Linked DNA regions of Mus musculus: regions 2, 3, 4, 5, 6 and 7 are each linked to region 1. Evidence: chromatin contacts called from public HiCAR-type, HiChIP or PLAC-seq and promoter capture Hi-C data. All regions are on one chromosome and are shown on one strand. The core of a region is the stretch at or near the end of the contact, and the rest is flanking DNA. Distances in the headings are between cores, read along the strand shown. Region 1 holds the start of Plekha5 (pleckstrin homology domain containing, family A member 5). Region 2 overlaps Eps8 (epidermal growth factor receptor pathway substrate 8). Region 3 holds the start of Eps8 (epidermal growth factor receptor pathway substrate 8). Region 4 holds the start of Etnk1 (ethanolamine kinase 1). Region 5 holds the start of Strap (serine/threonine kinase receptor associated protein). Region 6 holds the start of Dera (deoxyribose-phosphate aldolase (putative)). Region 7 holds the start of Cmas (cytidine monophospho-N-acetylneuraminic acid synthetase).

Evidence for each region. Promoter capture Hi-C pulls out the DNA fragments that hold promoters and counts their contacts. HiCAR-type assays count read pairs that join an accessible place to other places. HiChIP or PLAC-seq counts read pairs in DNA pulled down with a chosen protein or histone mark.
Region 2: an H3K27ac HiChIP or PLAC-seq map of extraembryonic endoderm stem cells shows a contact between it and region 1, with 9 times the contacts expected there. The contact joins the enhancer-like site here to the promoter of Plekha5 in region 1. A contact is called at or near these places in 3 of 39 promoter capture datasets (the C10 cell line, hippocampal neurons and pre-B cells) and 3 of 115 datasets of contacts at active chromatin or transcription factors (extraembryonic endoderm stem cells, large pre-B cells and pro-B cells).
Region 3: a promoter capture Hi-C map of pre-B cells shows a contact between it and region 1, with 4 times the contacts expected there. The contact joins the promoter of Eps8 here to the promoter of Plekha5 in region 1. A contact is called at or near these places in 3 of 39 promoter capture datasets (the C10 cell line, hippocampal neurons and pre-B cells) and 2 of 115 datasets of contacts at active chromatin or transcription factors (large pre-B cells and pro-B cells).
Region 4: a contact with region 1 is called in a HiCAR-type map of astrocytes, with 2.3 times the contacts expected there. The contact joins the promoter of Etnk1 here to the promoter of Plekha5 in region 1. A contact is called at or near these places in 5 of 39 promoter capture datasets (3T3-L1-derived adipocytes, the C10 cell line, liver and 2 more) and 1 of 115 datasets of contacts at active chromatin or transcription factors (astrocytes).
Region 5: a contact with region 1 is called in a HiCAR-type map of astrocytes, with 5 times the contacts expected there. The contact joins the promoter of Strap here to the promoter of Plekha5 in region 1. A contact is called at or near these places in 4 of 39 promoter capture datasets (the C10 cell line, hippocampal neurons, pre-B cells and 1 more), 1 of 484 Hi-C or Micro-C datasets (muscle stem cells) and 1 of 115 datasets of contacts at active chromatin or transcription factors (astrocytes).
Region 6: a contact with region 1 is called in a promoter capture Hi-C map of pre-B cells. The contact joins the promoter of Dera here to the promoter of Plekha5 in region 1. A contact is called at or near these places in 4 of 39 promoter capture datasets (the 3T3-L1 cell line, the C10 cell line, cranial neural crest and 1 more), 2 of 115 datasets of contacts at active chromatin or transcription factors (astrocytes and forebrain) and 1 of 9 other capture datasets (embryonic stem cells).
Region 7: a promoter capture Hi-C map of pre-B cells shows a contact between it and region 1. The contact joins the promoter of Cmas here to the promoter of Plekha5 in region 1. A contact is called at or near these places in 5 of 39 promoter capture datasets (the 3T3-L1 cell line, 3T3-L1-derived adipocytes, the C10 cell line and 1 more).

What each region holds. Positions count from the first base shown.
Region 1 is chr6:140,422,778-140,425,417 of GRCm38.p6, reverse strand. Plekha5 (pleckstrin homology domain containing, family A member 5) reads right to left here and starts at 1,319. Exons shown (of 31, transcript NM_144920.3): 1 at 1,162-1,319; 2 at 962-1,041. The coding sequence starts at 1,253.
Region 2 is chr6:137,628,697-137,631,336 of GRCm38.p6, reverse strand. All of the region lies in intron 1 of Eps8 (epidermal growth factor receptor pathway substrate 8), which reads left to right. Among named protein-coding and RNA genes, the nearest start is that of Eps8, 19 kb to the left of the region's middle. Within about 2 kb of position 1,301, at least 32 of the 459 cell types and tissues checked have an H3K27ac peak or open chromatin away from gene starts, as enhancers often do. A contact at or near this core is called in extraembryonic endoderm stem cells, where this site is marked.
Region 3 is chr6:137,647,989-137,650,628 of GRCm38.p6, reverse strand. Eps8 (epidermal growth factor receptor pathway substrate 8) reads left to right here and starts at 1,344. Exons shown (of 22, transcript NM_007945.3): 1 at 1,344-1,577.
Region 4 is chr6:143,165,893-143,168,532 of GRCm38.p6, reverse strand. It overlaps Etnk1 (ethanolamine kinase 1), which reads right to left and starts at 1,303. Exons shown (of 8, transcript NM_029250.2): 1 at 897-1,303. The coding sequence starts at 1,052.
Region 5 is chr6:137,733,788-137,736,427 of GRCm38.p6, reverse strand. Strap (serine/threonine kinase receptor associated protein) reads right to left here and starts at 1,346. Exons shown (of 10, transcript NM_011499.3): 1 at 962-1,346; 2 at 1-98. The coding sequence starts at 1,073.
Region 6 is chr6:137,753,256-137,755,895 of GRCm38.p6, reverse strand. Dera (deoxyribose-phosphate aldolase (putative)) reads right to left here and starts at 1,319. Exons shown (of 9, transcript NM_172733.1): 1 at 1,258-1,319. The coding sequence starts at 1,288.
Region 7 is chr6:142,755,372-142,758,011 of GRCm38.p6, reverse strand. Cmas (cytidine monophospho-N-acetylneuraminic acid synthetase) reads right to left here and starts at 1,326. Exons shown (of 8, transcript NM_009908.2): 1 at 986-1,326. The coding sequence starts at 1,239. It overlaps LOC115490443 (a long non-coding RNA gene), which reads right to left and starts at 704. Exons shown (of 2, transcript XR_003956544.1): 1 at 1-704.

The sequences.
Region 1 (2,640 bases), core at 70-2,569:
CAGCGTTTAGCAGAAAAGGCAGGTTTGTTCACCCTTCTGGCAACTTTAATAGGAGATCCTCAGAACCTCGGAGCTGGCGAGAAAAGTACCCAGAGGGAGAGACAGAACTGGGCCTCACCTTCGACCCAACTGTTCTCAAGCCTTTGCAGTCACCCGGAATAGAGGCGGGCCAGTATGAGAACTCACGTTACGTTTCAGGCAAACAAGTTGGGTGAATGTAAACAAAGAATGACAAAAGAAAGCCAGACCAGCACTGAAACCACCACAAGCCCTCCTCCAGCTCAACTCATGCTAAACATTCAAGAAAGCTATCAAAGCAACCCGAGATGCATTTCCTCGTGGAACTGGGGCCCGAAGGCCCCCCACGCGGGACCGCCCTGGCTCGCCCACCGCCTGCTGGTGGTACGTGGAGCTTGGCTGCGGCTACCGGGGACTTTTGAGCCGGGATCACTGGCTGCGGCGCCCGCTCCAGCGTCCTAACTCCAGCGGCTACTCGGGTAGCAGGAGGGGACTCACCGGTGTTTGGATCACATGGTGGGGGGGCACCGCAGCACCCCTAACTCTTCCATCAGTCACCTACCCACAGTCCCACTTAGGAGAAGTAGGAGGTGGTGGAGGAGGAAGCTGCTTGGCAGAAAGCAGTTCTCTGGGGAGCAGGGCGAGGATGCGGGACCGTCTCACCGCAGGGGTGCTGGGATGCGGGGAGCAAAGGGGAGCGGGTGAGGACTTCCTAAAGGGTGCTGGAGGCGGAGACGGGGGCGATCCGGGGTAGAGGGGCGTCGCCCATCCTCGGGGGGCGTCCGGGAAAGGATGGGGACCAGGGCGCCAGGAAGAGGGCGCCGTCTCCAAGCGCTGATGAAAAGGCGGAGAAGAATAGGCGCCCCGGGACTCAGTCGCGCGGAGCCCGGAGCCCCTCCAACCCCGCCAGGTGGCCCGGAGCCGCAGCCCCGGCCGGCCCTACCTGTGCTCTGCCGCCGGTGCCCGGTGACCACGGCCTCGCCGGTGACCGGGTGTAGCCAGGTGGTGCTCTTGGCCTCCTCGCTGCAGGGAAGAGAAGGGACAGGCGCTGAGCGGCGCGAGGGGCGACCCACGGGGGCCCCCGGCCCGCTCGCTCCCACCGCTCCCCCCAGCCGCCCGGCGGCGCCTCCCCCGCCCGCTCACTTGATGAAGAAGACGCGGCCGCCCCTAGTGATCCCGTACGTCCAGGAGCGCGGCAGCGAGCAGATCCACTCCAGGTTCAGGTCGGCCGCCATGTCTGCTCCCCGGCCGCCGCCGCCGCCGCCTTGTGCTGCCGCCGCCGCTGAGGAAGGAGGGCGCGAGCGAGCGAGCGAGCGAGCGAGCGAAAGGAGCGCAGGGCGCGCGGCCCGGCCCGAGCGCGCCCCCGCGGCCGCCCTACCCCCTCGGGCGGCGCCCTCCCCGCCGCCCCGGCTGAGTCCGGCCTGCGTCGCCGCCCCTCGGCATCCTCCGCGGCCGGCCGCCGGCCCGCGCTGCGCTCGCTCGCTCGCTCGCTCGGAGGCTGGGCGAAGCGGCGCCGCGCCCCCGCCAAAGCCCTCCCCCGTGCCCCGCCCGCGCCGCGCGAAGGTTCCGGGGTCGGGTCCCGCCGGCGCCCGCCCGGAGGGCTGGGCTCCGAACCTGTGAGGTTTTGAATCAGCTACTGCCTGCCTAGCCCGGGGCTTCTCTGGGAGACGCCGGGCGTTGAAATGGAAAACTGCTTTTGGGAAAGGCTTTTCTGGTGTGTGGCGTGCCAAATAAAGGAGGGTCCGCGAGTGAGCTCGGACCACTGAAATGGGACTGATTCAGACTTAAGGTCTTTTTGTTACTGGTGGTTTTTTTTTTTTCCTTTCTAAGCTTCTGAGCCATATAATAGTTTAGAAAATAAAAACTTGCCTTTTCCTTTCTTAAAAAAGATGCACTTGATTATCAACGTGAATTTCTAGGCTCCCAATCTCTCTCATTTATTACAAGGGCAACTTAACTTTACGGAGTCCTTGGGGTGGTGGACATTTAAATCCCTTCGAACTATGATTGTCTCCGTTTCACTGAGAGGGGCAAAGAAACGTAAAGGAACAAAGGTGATTGTGCCCAGGGTTATGGTGAAAAATGGCAAAGTCTGAATTCAAATCGCCTATAGATTTCCAAGAGTCTACTCGAATGAATACGTTGCTGTATAGTATTTTTAATGCCTTGGCACCCCCGGCCCCCTTGTCCTTTGAACAAAGGAAGGGTTCACTGCTAGTAAGACCTCCCTTGCACCAGTAAAGAGCGCTATGCTTGCTCCTTACTGCCCCTGGTCCTTCATCATCACTCTTGGAATTGTCTCCATGGCTTTGCAGCAAATGACTCATCCCAGAGGAAACACAGTTCAATAATAACAGTACAACTTGGCATTCTCGAAGCACCTTTTTTTTTTTTTTCCCTGACCAGTTTGGATGCTTCTGAGGCATTCTCTCATTCATCTTCCCAAGTAACTGAAATAAGTAAATGATGCTTTTCAACCTTTAAGGAAACCAAGGCACAGGGAGGGTGAATGCCCTTGGCCAAAGCTCCTGATGAGCGTGCATTTTCATTGGCTTTTCCTCCTATCTCCTGATTCCCCAAGGCCATACGTCTCTGGTGAAACGGAGACTGCAATTACTGCTA
Region 2 (2,640 bases), core at 52-2,551, 2.8 Mb after region 1:
CTGTCGAATTTCCATGATTTAGGGTTGCCAGGACTTCTAGATCTGTCCGGTGAACTTACGAATGATGTAACTATCCTTACCCTGTTCAAGGGCAGCGTTCTCTCTCTTTGGTACTCTCGGAGCTTCTGGTTGCTGGCTCCCATCTACCCCGCTTATCCATCTATGCTTAGATGTTATTTCAGAAGCTCCTTGGAGAGAATGGGTATCTAAGAGCGTAGGGGAATGAAACTCTGCCCCAGGAAGTTCTACCACCACCCGCTGATACTGCTGCAGTGGGTGGTTGGAGGGAGACTTTTTTTTTTCTTTTTGTCTCAGTTAATGAATTTGTGCATTATCTAAACGTGGACACATTGAGACGTTTCTGGAATTCTTAACTTAGGCCTTATCTCATTTCACATAGCATCCTCTGTCTCGTGGTCTTTTAAGAAGACCTCAGACCCACATTGTTTCAATCACGGCGCTGACTCTGTTTCTTATCTGTAGAATCCCTGAGAGCTGACCCTCCATTTCTCACAGGTCTGAATATAGGACAGGCCTCTAGGCATCATGTTACCCCAAGTCAAGGCTTGACCGTTTGTGCAGCCTGGTTTCTCACTCCTTTCACTCTGTCCTTCAACATGAAGCTGCTGTTCCTCAAATAACACCGTCAGGTGTGTGGGTTTCCAAGACCCGGCCCCTTCCTTCCCCCATCATCTGTTCCCTTCTGTGAGTATGCAGTCACCAGATCCTATCGACTCTTCTGCCGGTGTGGCCTGTAGACCCTGGGTTGCTGCTCCACATTCCTGCCAATCGCCTCACGCTTCTGCTGCGCAGGCGCAGGTGCAGGCGCAGGCGTAGGTCACTGGTTTATCATTTCTAAAGTCAGTGTCTTTCTTTGTGGCACACAGAGGCCCGTCTTGCCCGGCCCTTTCTATTCTTTTACCTTAGTCCCATGCATCCCATAATAACTTCAGCTTCCTGAACACACTTAGCCTCGTTCTCCCATGACTTTACACGAGCTGTTCCCTCTGCTGTGACTTTCCCTTTTTTTTTTTTTTTTTTTTTTTTTTTTTTGCTAGCCTCACCATCTCAGGAGTATGAACTCTTCGCCTTAGACTTGGCTTGAAGACCACTTTCCCAGAAGACATTGCTCACCTCGGCTTTGTGCTAGGCAGCCCTCTCATCCTTAGATTGTTACTGAGTTACAATTCATGGTTTATTTACTCGTTCCCTTTCCTCCCATCCTCTCTAACCTATCTCTTTGTGCCCGGGCACAATGCTGGATGCACAGCCCCCACCCAGGCTTTGTTTGCTTGTGTGTTCAGTGAACAGATGCTTCAGCGGGCTCCAGGCGCTGCGGATTTTGATCCTGTGTCTCCTTCCCAGCAGAGCATGGTAGGAGAATAATCACTTAGTTTCTTTCCGAGGCTGTCTGGAGGGGAACCTGCAAGGGCGATGCAGCCTGAGTAGTTGTGTCTCCAGCCTTCCTTCTTTGGAATTTTGAACCTCCTGCTCCAGTGTAACTTACTCTTCTAGCCAGTGGCTTAGTGCCTGGAGGTGAAAAGGAGAGTCACTGTCAAGTGACACTCGAGGTTCGTGTTTCCATAGACTCTTGGATGCCGTCCAGACTCATTCGCACTAACTCATTTCTTAAGCCAAATAATAATAATAAAGAAAATACAACTGTTTCCTTGGTATCTACTCACTGCACAGCACTTAAGTGCGTATAATGTGCTTGGACCCTGTTCTCCTCCACATCCCTTACCTTCCTGCCCCCACCCTAGACCCCTAGACAATTTTGCTTCTATTTGCATGTGATATGTACATCCTCGGCTTTAAATATAACCATGGATTCACAAATGACAGGAGACATGGTATCTGCCTTCTTGAGGTTGACTTAATTTGTCTACTGTGATACTTTCCAGTTGTACCCATTTTTTCCTGCAGATTGTGTAAATTCCTCAAATTGTGTAGAGTTAGTGTTTTGAGATAACGTATGGCTAAGTAGTCCTGGCTGGCCCAGAACTCACTGTTATAGCACAGGCTGCCATCAGAGGCCCTGTTCTCCTGCTCTGCTTCCAGGGTGCTGGGATTACAATCCCATGTCACCATGCCTAGTGATGATGTGTCTTCCCTGACCCTGCTCACCAAGCCTTTATATCTGTTGGTTTTCGTTACTTTTTGAACAAGAAGCAGGCATTGGGTATTGCTTTTGTGTGTCACAGACGGTCCACATGTGTTTGTTAGATGGCAAGTGAGTTCATTTGGGTCTTGCATATCCTATGCTGAGATTTGCACCATTTCATTTCTCTTCCATCTTACAGTCTGGACAAGGGTAAGCTAATTCTGCCCACAATTCTGGCTGAGCCTAAAGAGAGACACCATGAACAAGTTTAACTGAGGTGACAGTGACCACGCACCTATCCCCAGGACACGCCCTCAGGCAAGCGTGCCTGGTTTTTCCAGTTCTCTCTCTTTTAAGTGTGAGCTATGATCACTCTCTTTGACAGGTCACAGGTTTTGTAAGTAAATCATTGTTTAAATTGACTGACTCTCTCGGAAGCCAAACTCGATAAGAAGTTAATGAAGAGGAGACTCTTTCAACGCCTGCCCTCCTTTCCTGCACATGTCTGTCAGCAGGAGATAGCATTCAAGTTCCTA
Region 3 (2,640 bases), core at 95-2,594, 2.8 Mb after region 1:
GCAAGATTAATTTCATGTCAGTCCTCAGGGTCCATCTTTCCCAGTCTACAGTTGAAGGAGAGTTGATCTGAGTATATAAATCTATGTATGTAAGCTGTGGAGTAGGCAGACCTGGATTTCAATCCTAATGTCACTATTGGCTTTGGCAAAAAGAAAATTCTGAATAACATTTTCCCAATTTTCTAAAGCGGTGATTCATTTTAAGGGTTAGAGATGGTGTAAAGTAAAATTTGTAGCTCCTGGCAGAGATTGTCAATTAACAATCCTAGTTTTCTATACCATCTATCAAAACCAGCTATTTCGAACACTGGACATGCTCAAGTGGATGTCAGTCTGTTGGGAATGTTGGATGGAGGAAGATTCTGGATGAAGGCAGTAGACCGAACTTAATCATAAAACCCATCACTGCCCCCTTTTAGTCTCCATCTTGGCCTGCTAATTCACGGTCTCTTGAATGAGCTTTTGCTTGCCTCGCAAAGCAGGTAGGCCCAGCTATTTAAGCCAAGTTTTGTTTAATAGTCTGCCTTGGCTTCTTTGGAAGTCAATTGCCTTGGAAGTTAGAAGGGCCAGGGTGTCTGGGGGCGTAGCTGTGACAACGGAGGTATTGTAGAAGGTAAGAAAATGCCAGGTTCAGAAGAGAAGACTGGCAGATCCTTATTTTGTGGCTTCAGTGATCGAGCCAAGGAGCACTGAGCAGTGGTGAGTAGTTATTACTGGACTAAAGAGTCTCCCATACTTGAAACTACACCAGACTCTTGGCAGGAGCTCCTATGAAAAATGGGATCCAGGACGCCTGGTGAGACAGGTCTGGGCTTGCTGGCTATATCCAGGGACTGGAGTATTGTAGTCTCTCTAAACCAGTGAAGCCCTTGGGTACCACTTGCATACTGCTTTGGTTGAAGAGAGATGGTACAGGAGCAGACCAATGGACACAGGTCACAGGTCAGAGGCTGGGGAATACCTCTTCTTGGTAGTTGAGTAGGGCAGTAACTCCCAGATTAACACTAGTCATCAGTTGTGTGGCAGGATCTGGCCGCGGTCACCTGAGCGCTCTTTCCGCCTGCGGCATCCCCCCCCCCCCCCCCCCCGGCTGTGCTCTGCAGACCTAGGTCATTTCACTTGAGGAATTGTAGACACCACTCTGAGGCTGGGATCCCGGGTCTCCCCTGCGGGGTGCCGTGCTCGCCTTGTGGGATGAAGCCCTTGAGATTCTATCCAGAGCCCTAGGGTCTACTAGAGACTCAACTGTCCTCAAGATCTTGCAAACGGAGCCCTCTCCCGGCCGCGCGGGGCAACGCGCGTTCCCGGCTCGCTGCTGGGCATGCGCGGCGCGCGCTGGCTGTGTCCGGGAGCGAGCGGCGCGCACACACGGCCCGGGCGGCGGGCGAAGCGGGCTCCCGGGGCGCTGGGCGCAGGGCGCAGGGCGCAGGGCGCGGGGCAAGCCCCAGCGGCGTGTCTGCAGCGGGGCGCGGCGGGCGCTCCAGCTCCGGGATCTTTCTCCCTCCGTCACCTCCCTCGCGTCTAGGGAGGTCGTGGCACTCCCTGAGGAGCGCGGCTGCTCGGAGGGCGGATCCTAGGTAAGAGCCCCCCGAACATCAGTGCGGCTCCCCGGGTGGGATTCCCGCGGCATGGGCTCCCTCTCGCTTTCCCATAAGGGTCTTTGTGAGCCGTCACCGGAGTGGTGCCAGGCTCAGCGGCCGCTGCGGTTCACTTGGACCCTTTGCAACTGGTGTGTCGGCGGCCAGGTGTGCGCGGCGCTGCCGCCCTAGCGCGTCCCCGCGCCCGCTCCGCGCACCCCGAAGCCAGGAGACCCGATCCCCCCGCGGCCTCCTCCGCCCGGGTGGTCGCCGAGGTCCCCCGAGAGACCCCGCGCTCCCCTGGGCTGCGCGGGCGTACCTGAGTTCCGCACACCTGGACTCCCACCCCGCCCTAACGTCTTAGATGCAGGGCTTTCGGAGCGCCTCTCACCCAGCTCAAGTGGGGACCCCTTAGGAAACCTGTTTGAGATGTGGACCCGCCCTGGTATACACCCTCCAGTTGAGGTAGCTCGCTGTGTTTGAATAGTTGTGAATTCTGGATCACTTTCCAACACCATTTTACTTTTAGGAAGATGGCCTCTCTATGGCTGTCAGTAGTGCTTCGGAGGGCTCCACACCCACCGAGAGAGACAGTGAAGGCGCCCCGGGGTCTCATCCCTTCCTTCCTTTCAATGACTACAATACACATGCAAAAATCTTTGCCCGGTTCTCTGAGCCATGTTGTTCAAATCCTCCTCCTGTAGCCCCCAAGTGCTGTTGGCATCTCGCCGGGGCAGGACGCCCTAGGGTTTGGGCTTAAAATCCATAGACATTTGGAGCAGCGAGGCATTAGAAGAGGAGGTCTTCCTGAGCCAGTGTTTCAGCGAATGCATGGCTGCTTTTCTTCTAAAGGTTTCCCTTCTTGCCTCAGACAGTAAGAGAAAGAGACGAAAAAGCGAATAAGATAGTTCAGATCCAACTTGGTTCAGACACGTGTGGGTACTTTGAAGTTTTATTTGGTTTTGCCACTTTGGGGAGGAGGTGGAATTACGATTCCTGGAAGACTTTTTTTATGTTTAAAAAAAATCGTCAAAGTGTCTGTGTTGCGGGCTGTTTCTAATTT
Region 4 (2,640 bases), core at 54-2,553, 2.7 Mb before region 1:
CATATGGGTCGGTCTCTTTCAGCTGCTCAGAACACTTCTAACAAGAATCGAAACTAAAACTCATAAAAGCCCCCAAGTGTCAGGAACTGCTCTGGGGCCTAGACACTACTCATGTTTTAATTATACTAAAAAAAAAATTTAGCAAAAAACTTAAATCAATAAATCCTGTATAAACCCCCAACAATGTATTGGAGTCATCAAAATGACAGACGTCTTGAATAATACAAATTACTGCTCAAATCTAAAACAATCCCAAACCGTTAAAATTTTACTAATTTGGCTTGTTTGCAAGGAAAAAGGAAATTCACCTTAGTAATCCTACAAGCTGTGCACTGAAAAAACTATAACCAATTACACCAGATAAATTGTGGGTATGGTGGATCATAACTTGCAAGTGCCTTTTTTTTTTCCTAATCCTAGCTTTTCGGGGGTAGGGGTATCCTTCTGAGAATTTTTGTCTTTAAAGCCACTGACTCACGAAAATATTCCCAGGCCACTGCTCACTCCAACCCTGAGCATTAATTCTTCTAAGACTTTACAAATTTAGAAACCTTCCAATTCAAGCCTTCCTATAACGCACGGCATAGCGTTCCCTAGCATCCTGGCGTGGGCAGCAGCAGGTCCCCGGTCATTCCGCTTTGGAAAGGAGTTGTTCTCCCGCGGCTCGGAGATGGGGATGTGGGAAGATCTCGGGCTGGATAAGGCAGGGATGGGAGGGAAGCGCAGGGGAGGGAGGGCAGCGGAGAGGACCGCGGGAGGCGGATGGGCTGCGGGGTCTGGGAGGAGAGGCATGACGAGGGCCGCGGCAGCCATCCCCGGGAGCCTCTTCAGGGGCCGGGCAGACGTCGCTGACGCGGCGGCTTCGGGAAGGAAACCCGGTGCCCGTCCGGCCTCACCTGCAGGGTCACCTCCCGGGGGTCCCAGTGCGGCCGCAGGTGCCGCAGCAGGCTCAGGGCGCCGTCGCGGCAGCGCTGCTCCTCCTGGTCCTGCACCGTCACGTCGAGCTTCGGCACCTCGGGCGAGCCGGGCGGGACGTGGATGTAATTGGCCATGGCCCAGGCGACGGCGGACACGACCACGACGACCACGGCGACGGCGACCACGAGCGCGGCGGGCGCCGGCAGGCTGCTGGACCCTTCCGTCCCGGGGCGCCCTCGGCGGAGGGCTGCGGCCGCTCGGACGCACGGGCGGGCGGCGGGGGCAACCGGGCGGCCGGACGGGGTGCGCAGTGCAGAGACGCGGAGGCACGGCCGCTCTCGGGAAGATGCCTCAGTGCGCTAGACCGCGGGCGGCCGCGAAGCATGCCGGGACTGGCCTGACGCTAGCGTCACGCCGGGGGCGGAGCCTCGGCTGCGTCAGGCGGCTGGCGGGGTGGCGAACCCCGCGGCACAATGGGCGGGCCTCGGGGCTCTTGGGGATCGGGGTCTCGGGGAGCGCGCACCGCCAGGCACTCCGCTACTGTGGGGTTGGCTGGGCTCCTGCACCCGAAGGAGTCCGAGCGCGGCCGAGCCCAGCCGGAGCGCTTACGAGCCTTGCCGAACACTGCCGAGCCCTGCCGGAGCACTGTCGAGCTTTGCCGAGCCCTACCGGGGCTCTAACGAGCCTTGCCCGAGCGCTACCGGAGCCCTACCGAATTCTGCCGAGCTCTGCCGGAGCGCTGTCGAGCTCTGCCGAGCCCTTTCGAACTCTACCGATGAGCTGTGGAGTGCTACCCAGCCCTGTCAGGAGTCAAGGAAGCGTCACCTTTCTAGATCACTAGGGTCGTGGGCTCTGCTTACTTAGGGCTGACGTTCTTACGGGACGCAGAAGGCACGTCCTGAAATAACCCTAAATTTAAGCTGTGAGCTTAGCCTGGCCTCAACCGGCCAAGCTGGATTAATTTGCTCGCCTTGTTCCTGAAGCTGTGTGCACAGAACTACATGCTTGCTTGGTTCAGCAACCCAGTTCCCTTTGACGGTACATAGAAATCACAGTATTTGGGGCAAACTTTACGTAAAGTGAGAGTAAACCGGTGACAGTGGTGTGATGACCTATACCTGTCCTAGTTCTCAGGTGCCTAAGGCAGGATTGCCACGAGTTCCAAACCAGCCGGGCTACATAGTGAGTTCCAGGTTTGCCCGGGATATACTTAGTCATCAGCCGACCGATAATAGACGACTGAAACACTCATTTTAAGGGTCAGATAGTTGACGTTGCTGAGAATTATTCAAAGCCGGTTATATAAGGTAGAGACTCGGAGGGAATTGGAAGGAAAGAAAATTAGATCTGTCATGCTAAATCATAGCGCGTCCTGGGACTCGCACGGCTACATGAAACCTCCTGTATCAGAAAGGCTCTGCTCTTTGCTTGTTAGAGAAATACTGGCAACCGGATCATCTACAAGTTTTTGGTCCGCCCTTGTGCTTTCCTTTTATGACGGAGACAATGGAGGTGACTTTCACCTTGACTTCTGGCCTCCCCGGGGCTGAGTACAAGTGAATAACTTGTGAATGATCAAATGTTGTATTACCCATTAGCACACATTTATGTTCTCATTGTTCTGAATGAGGCTACATACCTTTGTAAGTCACAAATAAGTCTGAGATAATGATAAACTTCCTACACTAAAAAGTGGGAAATCCACTCCTGCATTTTTGCAAC
Region 5 (2,640 bases), core at 97-2,596, 2.7 Mb after region 1:
ATCCTTATTCAATGTTGCACCCCAAACAGCACCTTTATGACCCAAAAATGTTCCAATCCAGTCTCCTGTATCTCCCTGGCGGAGCATGGGCTTGCCATCTAGAAAATATTTTCAGACATCTGTGATTTAGAAGCATGCAACGTAATACCAAATCCTGAGCAGCAAACTACTGGAAAACCGTTGTTCTGACTGCTCCCCCCTACTCCCATTAAGCCGTGGGGGCGTGGGGGAGGGTGTCCCCATCCTGGTCTGTGCATATGGTCTCAGTGACCTAGGGACTAAGGAGTTGTAGCCACTCTTCCTGGGAAGCATAAGCAATTTTGGGACCGAATGAGAGGCCTCCCTCATCACCTTTGCAAACTCGGATTACAAAGCAACTATAAAGACCTGGGAAACGCTCTTCCACAAGACCTGATTCCGATTCCCAGCGCCCACACGGAGGCTGACAACAGCCTCTAACTCCGGCTCTGGACAATCTGATGCCTTCCTCTTGGGGCACCCCTTCACACAGGTACAAGCATGCATAGAGACAACACAGGCACACATAAATAAAAACTTCTGAAAAACCGTGGGCTGGATGCCAGTGACATGCGGTGTCAAAACGATCTAGATAGCCGCTTTTTACTTTGGACCACATAAACCTAACGTACACTTTCGTCGGGGAAAAAAAAAAATGAGGCTCACACCACAAAGGATGAAACAATGAGTGAGAGGACATAAAGGGCACTCCTCTCGGCCTGGCCTAATTTCTTCTTCCCGTAAATCCTTGGCAAACACAATGTAGTTGTGTGGGTAGAAAGGCGAGGTGTTGGGGAGCACTAACAACGGTGGGGAGGAGGGACGCATAAAGCCCGGCCAGGGGCGACCCTCTAGTCCCAGCAGCGCGATGGCTGTCGCTGGCAGCCACGACCCACCCACCCGTCGGCACTCGGGAGCCGCGGCCGTCGCGGGCTCAGCTCACCTTTGCAAGCGCTGATCAGAAAGTAGCCGTAAGGCGTGATGCCGCTGAAGGCCAAATCCACCACGGGCCGCGTGTGGCCCGAGCAAGTGAGCGGCGTCTGCCTCATGGCCATGGCGGCGGCGAGCGCGGTGACGCGGAGCGGGGACCGAGGGTCGCGGTCGTCCTCCTTCTCTGCCGCGGCGCCTCAGGCTGCTTGAGGCCCCCGCACTCACGCCGAAGGAGGCCGGCTCCAGAGTCCCCGCGACTCGCGGCCGCCAAGGGAGGGACAGGGAGGGAGGGAGGAGGGGAGGGGAGCGCCGGAGAGCCGGCCTGCCGCCACTCACGGTCCCTACCGGTAGCGGCAGGACGTGACGTCGCCCGACGCGTCGCGTCAGCCGGAAGTGACGACTGGCGGGAAGGCGGTAGTTCCCAGCAGCAGCGCGAGAAGCAGTGTGCGCAGGCGCGAGCTCGGAGACCGAACCCATGCTGCTCTGACGACGTCAAGCGCGCGGCGTCCCGTTGCTACCCAGTGTTGGGAGCCGCCGAGTCCGTCCCTTGTAGGATGCTGTTGTAGAGTTGTAACCTTCTCATTGCTAAGCTACAGACACACTTTTCCATAATCATCTCACATCTAACTGCCTACCCAGTAGCAACCATTCTGTCGCTCTCCTTCCCACCCCCCTCCCGGCATACACCGTCACAACTCACAAACAGTAATGACTTCCCTAATAGAGTGGTTATGCTAACAACATTTATATCCTGGTGACAGATAAGTGACTGGCGTTTAGTGGATGGCCAGCAAATGCTTATTTGCAAGTGGGAAATATTCACTTAGTGCTCAGCAAGGATCCGTGACAACCTAACTGATAAGGGCTCTTTCAGTGGCTCTAGCAACTATCACTGCGGCTGGGGAGGGAGAGACCCCAGTCTACTGGGCTAAAGTTCTTGCCATGTAAGCATGAAGTGTGATACCCAGTACCGACAAAAAAAAAAAAAAAGCTATACATGGTGTGATACATGCTTGGAATGCAGCACTGAAAAGATACCAATCCCTGCCAGCCAGCATAGCAATCAGTGAGTTCCAAGTATGAGTGAAAAACATCTCAAAAACAAAAGAGTGTAGATGCATCTGGACCAGTGAGCCATTCTTCACTGAGAGGCTCCTGAGAGGAGGGACCGAACGGATCAGAAATAAAGAAGACAGGAAAGTTGGGGTCAGGAGGTTTTCCCTAAAACTATGTCTTATGCTAAGCTAATTTATTAAGATGTACAGCATCTTATATACTGTTTGTATGGGGAAAATGGAACAGAAAAACCTATCATACAGTGGGACGAAGTCATCAGAAAGCTAACCAAGCAGTGTTGCACAAAAGGAACACAGAATACTTCATGTGTGCCACAGACCAAGCACACACTGGCCTGGGACTGACTACTCCAGTCTCTTTAGGAGGAAAAGTCACGTTCTCACAGACTGAAATCTTAACTCTGGGGGGCCTGGTTCCAGACTTTGCTATGTCTGACCCTGGTCAAAGGCATAGAGTTGGTATCCCCTTTCCCCTTTCTGAAAGCCTCTTGTATCAGCCTGGAACCTAACAGTGAATGGCTCCTGGGGCTCCTAAGACTGACTTCTGCCTACCACACATGCACACACTACTTTTAAAGTGCATATCAAGCATATGTTGGCATTATAATAGACACTG
Region 6 (2,640 bases), core at 70-2,569, 2.7 Mb after region 1:
GTTACAGGTGTGTGCAATAGCACCCAGCCCAGGACTTACACTTTAAGAAAGTAAAAATGGCCGGACAGTGGTGGCGTACGCCTTTAATCCCAGCACTTGGGAGGCAGAGGCAGGTGGATTTCTGAGTTCCAGGCCAGCCTGGTCTATAGAGTGAGTTCCAGGACAGTGTAGAGCTACACAGAGAAACCTAGGGGCTGGGGGCGGGGGGGGGGGGGGGGAGTAAAATTGGCTTAATTGCATCTCCTGAAAGGAAAATTTGAAACTTTAAAAGAGCTGTTGGGGGGGGGGGGGAATTATGTTACATCCTCGACCTTGTACAAAGATGCAGACTAGCTTCATCTTCAGCCCTTAGTCCATCTTCCAGGGTCACTGCTAAAGTTTACACTGCAGGGATAAAGTGTAAGGCTCTGTTGGAGAGAGGGACTAAAGTGCCATTAACCTGGTACAGAGACTACCTGTCAAGCATGCAATTCTAAACACTTCTAAAGTCTAGACTGGCAAGTCCCTTCTGAAAAGAGTAACCCTGTGTATCACTCACAGCCACTCAAAATCAGTCCCTATGAAAAGAACTTAGTGCGCTCATTATCGTTGCTTATTCAACACTAAGTGCAGAGAAATATACCAGCGGCTCCAAGTATCCCCTCCTCACACTATCCAAACCACCTTCAGACAGAAGTAGCTTCCTAATAAATAACTACTTTACAGATGCCGGTATATAAGCACAGAGTGAGTAATTTACCCAAAATCACACACCTAAGAGGGTCCAGGATACAAAGCAAACAATCTATTATGCAAAGTTAAGTCATTGACATTTGGCTCAGTCACGTTTTTGCTACGTTTGAATTACAGACTTTTAATTTTTTTTCCCAGAAATATCTGAACTAGTATCAATAAGGTGAAAAATAGTTTTAAAAAGAACATTTTGTCTAAGCATTTAAAATCATTTTTAGCAGACGGCGATGACCACCAGCACAGCCAACTTTGGGAATGGCTACGTGAGTCCGGCAGTAAATGAATGGCACACAAGTACCCGGCAGGCTTTTCACTCGGGTTGGTTTACTGCGACCACAGAGCTACATAGTGCAAAGATCTAATTAACCCTTCCTTGCTTCCGCTTAAAGGGTTAAGACTGCATAGAGCCTGGCGACAGGGCTGTCCCCGAGTTCTGCCTCAGTTCAGGTCTCCGCCCTCCGGGGATCGCCCTGGGCACCCCCACCCCCAACCTGGCGAAGGGGAGCGCAACCCGCTGGCCCTTACCGAGCTCTGTGCCCCGGCAGTGAGCAGCCATTGTGGCCACCGCTGAAAGCCAACCCTTGCTCCAGGTCGCCACACGGGCCTGGCCTTCCTCCTTCCTGTCAAGTCCCCGCCCAGAGCCACGCCCCTTTTGCAACGCCCTACCAAAGCCACGCCTCTTCGGTCCTGTACCACTTAAACTTTTCTCCAGCTCCTGGGCTTGGAGCCCAGCCAGGTCATCACCCTACCTGTTCCCTGTCTTTCCAGGTCAGGCCTGTGACTTGAGCATTCCCCAGCTCCAGAAGTCTCCCAGACCATTTTTAAATGCTTACATGGCCAATTGAACTAGACAGAATCAGACTTAGGAACTTTAGCTGTAGGATCATGTGAGTGGCAGGACTGGATTCTTTCTTGCATGAGCGGAGCAATGTAGTCTTGGACCCGAATTGTGGGTAGTGTTCCAGAGCCCTCAGGGGACAGCCAAGGTAGTCTAGGAGCTAGAACGCGCTGTAATTTCTAGTCTGGACTCAGTGAAAGAGCAGCTAGGACATAAGCTTAGGAAGACTCGGTTTCTTATTTTTGTTTTTTTTTTTTTTAAGATTTATTTTATGTATATGAGTACACTGTAGCTGTCTTCAGACACACCAAAAGAGGGCATTAGATCGCCATTACAGATGGTTGTGAGCCACCATGTGGTTGCTGAGAATTGAACGTAGGATTTCTGGAAGAGCAGTCAGTGCTCTTACCGCTGAGCATCTCTCCAGCCCTTTCGTTTTGTTTTTAAGACAGTTTGCTTTGTAATCACGGTTGGACAAGAGGTTGCTGTGTTGAATCTCCTGCCCCAGACCCCAGATCCCCATTGCTGGGATTACAGGCAGATGCTACATTCAATAAAAGGTCCAGCTTCTTTCATTTAGAAAATATAGTATTTTCATTTTTGTGTCTACACACATATGTGTGCATAGCACATGTGTTCAGGTATGTGCAAAGGCCAGGCCAGGCCACTCTGGACCAAGAGTTAGTCAGGAGCTGGGAACCATACTTAAGTGTTAAGAAGCGCAAGCACTCTCAACTGCTCAGTTCCCTCTTCAGGCCTGAAAAGAATTTTTTTAACTTAGTTCTGTGAATAATTGAGTATGTAACCTAGGACACACTACTGGCCTTAGTTCTGTGAATAATTGAGCATGTAACCTAGGACACACTACTGGCCTTTGTGAACTTCATTTTCCTTATCTGTAAGAAAGGATCGCGACAATTTCTTTGCTTTCTAAAGTTGAGATTCAGTGATGATTTTTCTCAGCCTGGTTTCTCTGAATTACTCCAGGTTCACAGTCTAGGGGGTGAGCCACTGTATCTGTACTCACATGGACCATCTCTGCTGAGCTACAAGTTTGTCTGAACTACAAG
Region 7 (2,640 bases), core at 77-2,576, 2.3 Mb before region 1:
GGTCAGTATGACTTCAAACTCTTTTCCCTTCATAGATGTTACTTTGTCCCTGTGGCCTATACATAATTAACTTCTCACTCCTTTGCAGTCTGCATTCTGAGAGGTTTAAAAACACAAAACCAAACAAAAACCAATCGAGAGCTCCGTAAGGGATAGAACTGTGCACGGACCGTCTTGCTATCTCCTTGCGTGTGTATGGAAAAAAGTGGGGCTCAAGAAATGTTTACTGAGCTGAACCAAATTCACGATACTCCCCTATCTCTCCTCAGCACACTTCCTATTACGTGTTATTTTCAGAAGCCAGCTGTTTCTTTAGCTCCACCCAGAGCTTCCTTTGAGTCAAAACACAAAGAAAACTCATACATTTATATCTTTTGCTATCCCATCTTTAAACAATGTCAGTTGGGTGAAAAAAAAAATCTGCCTTCATAATATGGGGAAATCAATAGCCTTCTGAATCAATCATCTTAAAAGCCAAATCATCAAAAGGTAGCAATAAATTCAAGCAGAATTTGGATGCAGCTAGCACGGGCATTTAAATTCCTTGTTGGCAAAGGATTTTTATCTCCCTCCTTTGATGAATGGCATCAACTTGTAACTCCTGATCAATCCGGTGGAGGCCGAGAGGATGCAGAGATAAAAACTGCCTTTAGTGAGGCCAAAGTTCAAGAGGTAGGCTAAACCCATTCACACCCATAAAACAGTCATACCTCGTACACACGTAGGGACCATTTCCTCTTTGTGCTGACTCACAGCCTCACAGCCAGAGAATATTTTTTTCTCAAAGGTGAGGGAAGACTCTCTAAGCTGGGGAGCCCCAACTCGACTCCATTCATGCACCTGCTGCCTCCCGGGCCTTGCAGCACCCGGCAGTCTGCGCAGCCCAGAGGTGACAGGCGCCCATCAAGCAGGGGCGACCCAGGGTCAGGCCTGGGGACCCCGACCCCCGACCCCCGACCCGGGCCCGGCTCCCGCACATGCGCACCTCTGGAAGACCCCCGCATCCAGGGCGGCGCGCAGGACCCAGCCAATGAGCGGAACCCCCGCCAGGCGCTTGATGTTCTTCAGTGGGATGCCTTTGCTGCCGCCGCGGGCCAGCACCAGCGCTGCCAGGTGCGGCGGCTTCTCTAGGCCGCGCCCCGCGCCCCGGCTGCGCTGCAGCTTCGGGGGCCGGCCCCGGGACGGCCGTCCACGCGGGGCGGGCCCCGACGTGGCGGCCCCCTTCTCCAGCGCGTCCATCTTCCTCCCACGCCGCCGCTCCAACGTCTCCACATCCGGGAGCTCGGCCCCGCCGACTCCACTCGGTACCGCCCGCCTGCTGTGGCAGCTGTAGGCCACGCCCACGGCTCCGCCAGCCCCGGGGCACGCTGGGAGTTGTAGTTCCCCGCGCCGTCACCCTGCAGTGGGGCCGGCCAGGTGAGCTCAGAGGAGCCTCTAGTTGAATGGCGCTTTGTGCAGTGTTCAATAATGTCTGGAGATTTCTAAAATAAATGAGAATTAGTCCTCCTCCACTCATCTCCTCCTCTCCAGCCTCTTTCCGTTTTCCCATTTCTTCCTCCCCTTACACCTTCCTCCATTTCTTCCTTCTTCCCTTTTTTTTCCCTCTCCAACCACTCCCCATCAACATACTAGGTAACTTCAGGTCATGAGAAGCTGAGTCGGGTTTACTGGGCAACAGCCCCTAGCCATAAAGAATTGCTTAGTCCCAGCCTAATTGTTTCACAAACAATATTTTGGGCTCTCAAACAGTATGAGAGAGAGAGAGAGAGAGAGGGAGAGAGAGAGAGAGAGGCAGACAGAGAGAGAGGCAGAGAGAGGCAGACAGAAAGAGAGACAGAGACAGAGAGAGAGACAGAGAGAGAGAGAGAGACAGAGAGAGAGAGAGACAGAGAGAGACACACAGAGAGAGAGAGAGAGAGAGAGAGAGAGAGAGAGAGAGAGAGAGAGAGAGAGAGAATGTCTGTAAATGGGCTCAACCTGCAACAGCAGAAAGCTTGGGGCCCCTCGCTGTTGCAATAAATCAGTCTCAACCTGTGGGGATCAAGGTCTATCTTCTCTACCTCACTTTTCTTACAGTTATCATCATCCTCTTTTCTTACAGTTATCATCATCCTCTGCTTTGCTCTCTGACTGGAGCTAGCCTTGAACTCACTATATAGTTCAGATTAGCCAGGAACTCATGACATAGCTCAGGGTGGCCTGGAACTTGAGGCAATCTGGCTGAGCTGCCACTCCCAAGGAATGAATGAATGAATGAACTGAAGACCCTCCCCACTTGGAAACTTCTTAGTCCATACTATAGCATGGATCTATTTTATGATTTAATGCTTTTATATTAAACATCAATCTTCCTATGCTCCTGATTCATCTCCCTCTCCAAGAAATTGCCCCATTTTAATGTCCTACAGGTGCCTCGAACTCAACATTTTAAGCCATCGTCCCCCTCCCATGGGCTTGGCATTCCCTGCTAATTCAGCCAACAGTGTTACCTTCTGCTGGTGTGTCAGCTTTATTAATCCCTTCCAGTGTAGTGCACACCTGTTCCCTTCTAAAAAAAAAAAAAAACTTTTAAAAAGTTGTCTGATAAAATATATTCCTTTGAGAACCCACTGCCTCTCCCCAGGTGCGGGTGGGGTGTAA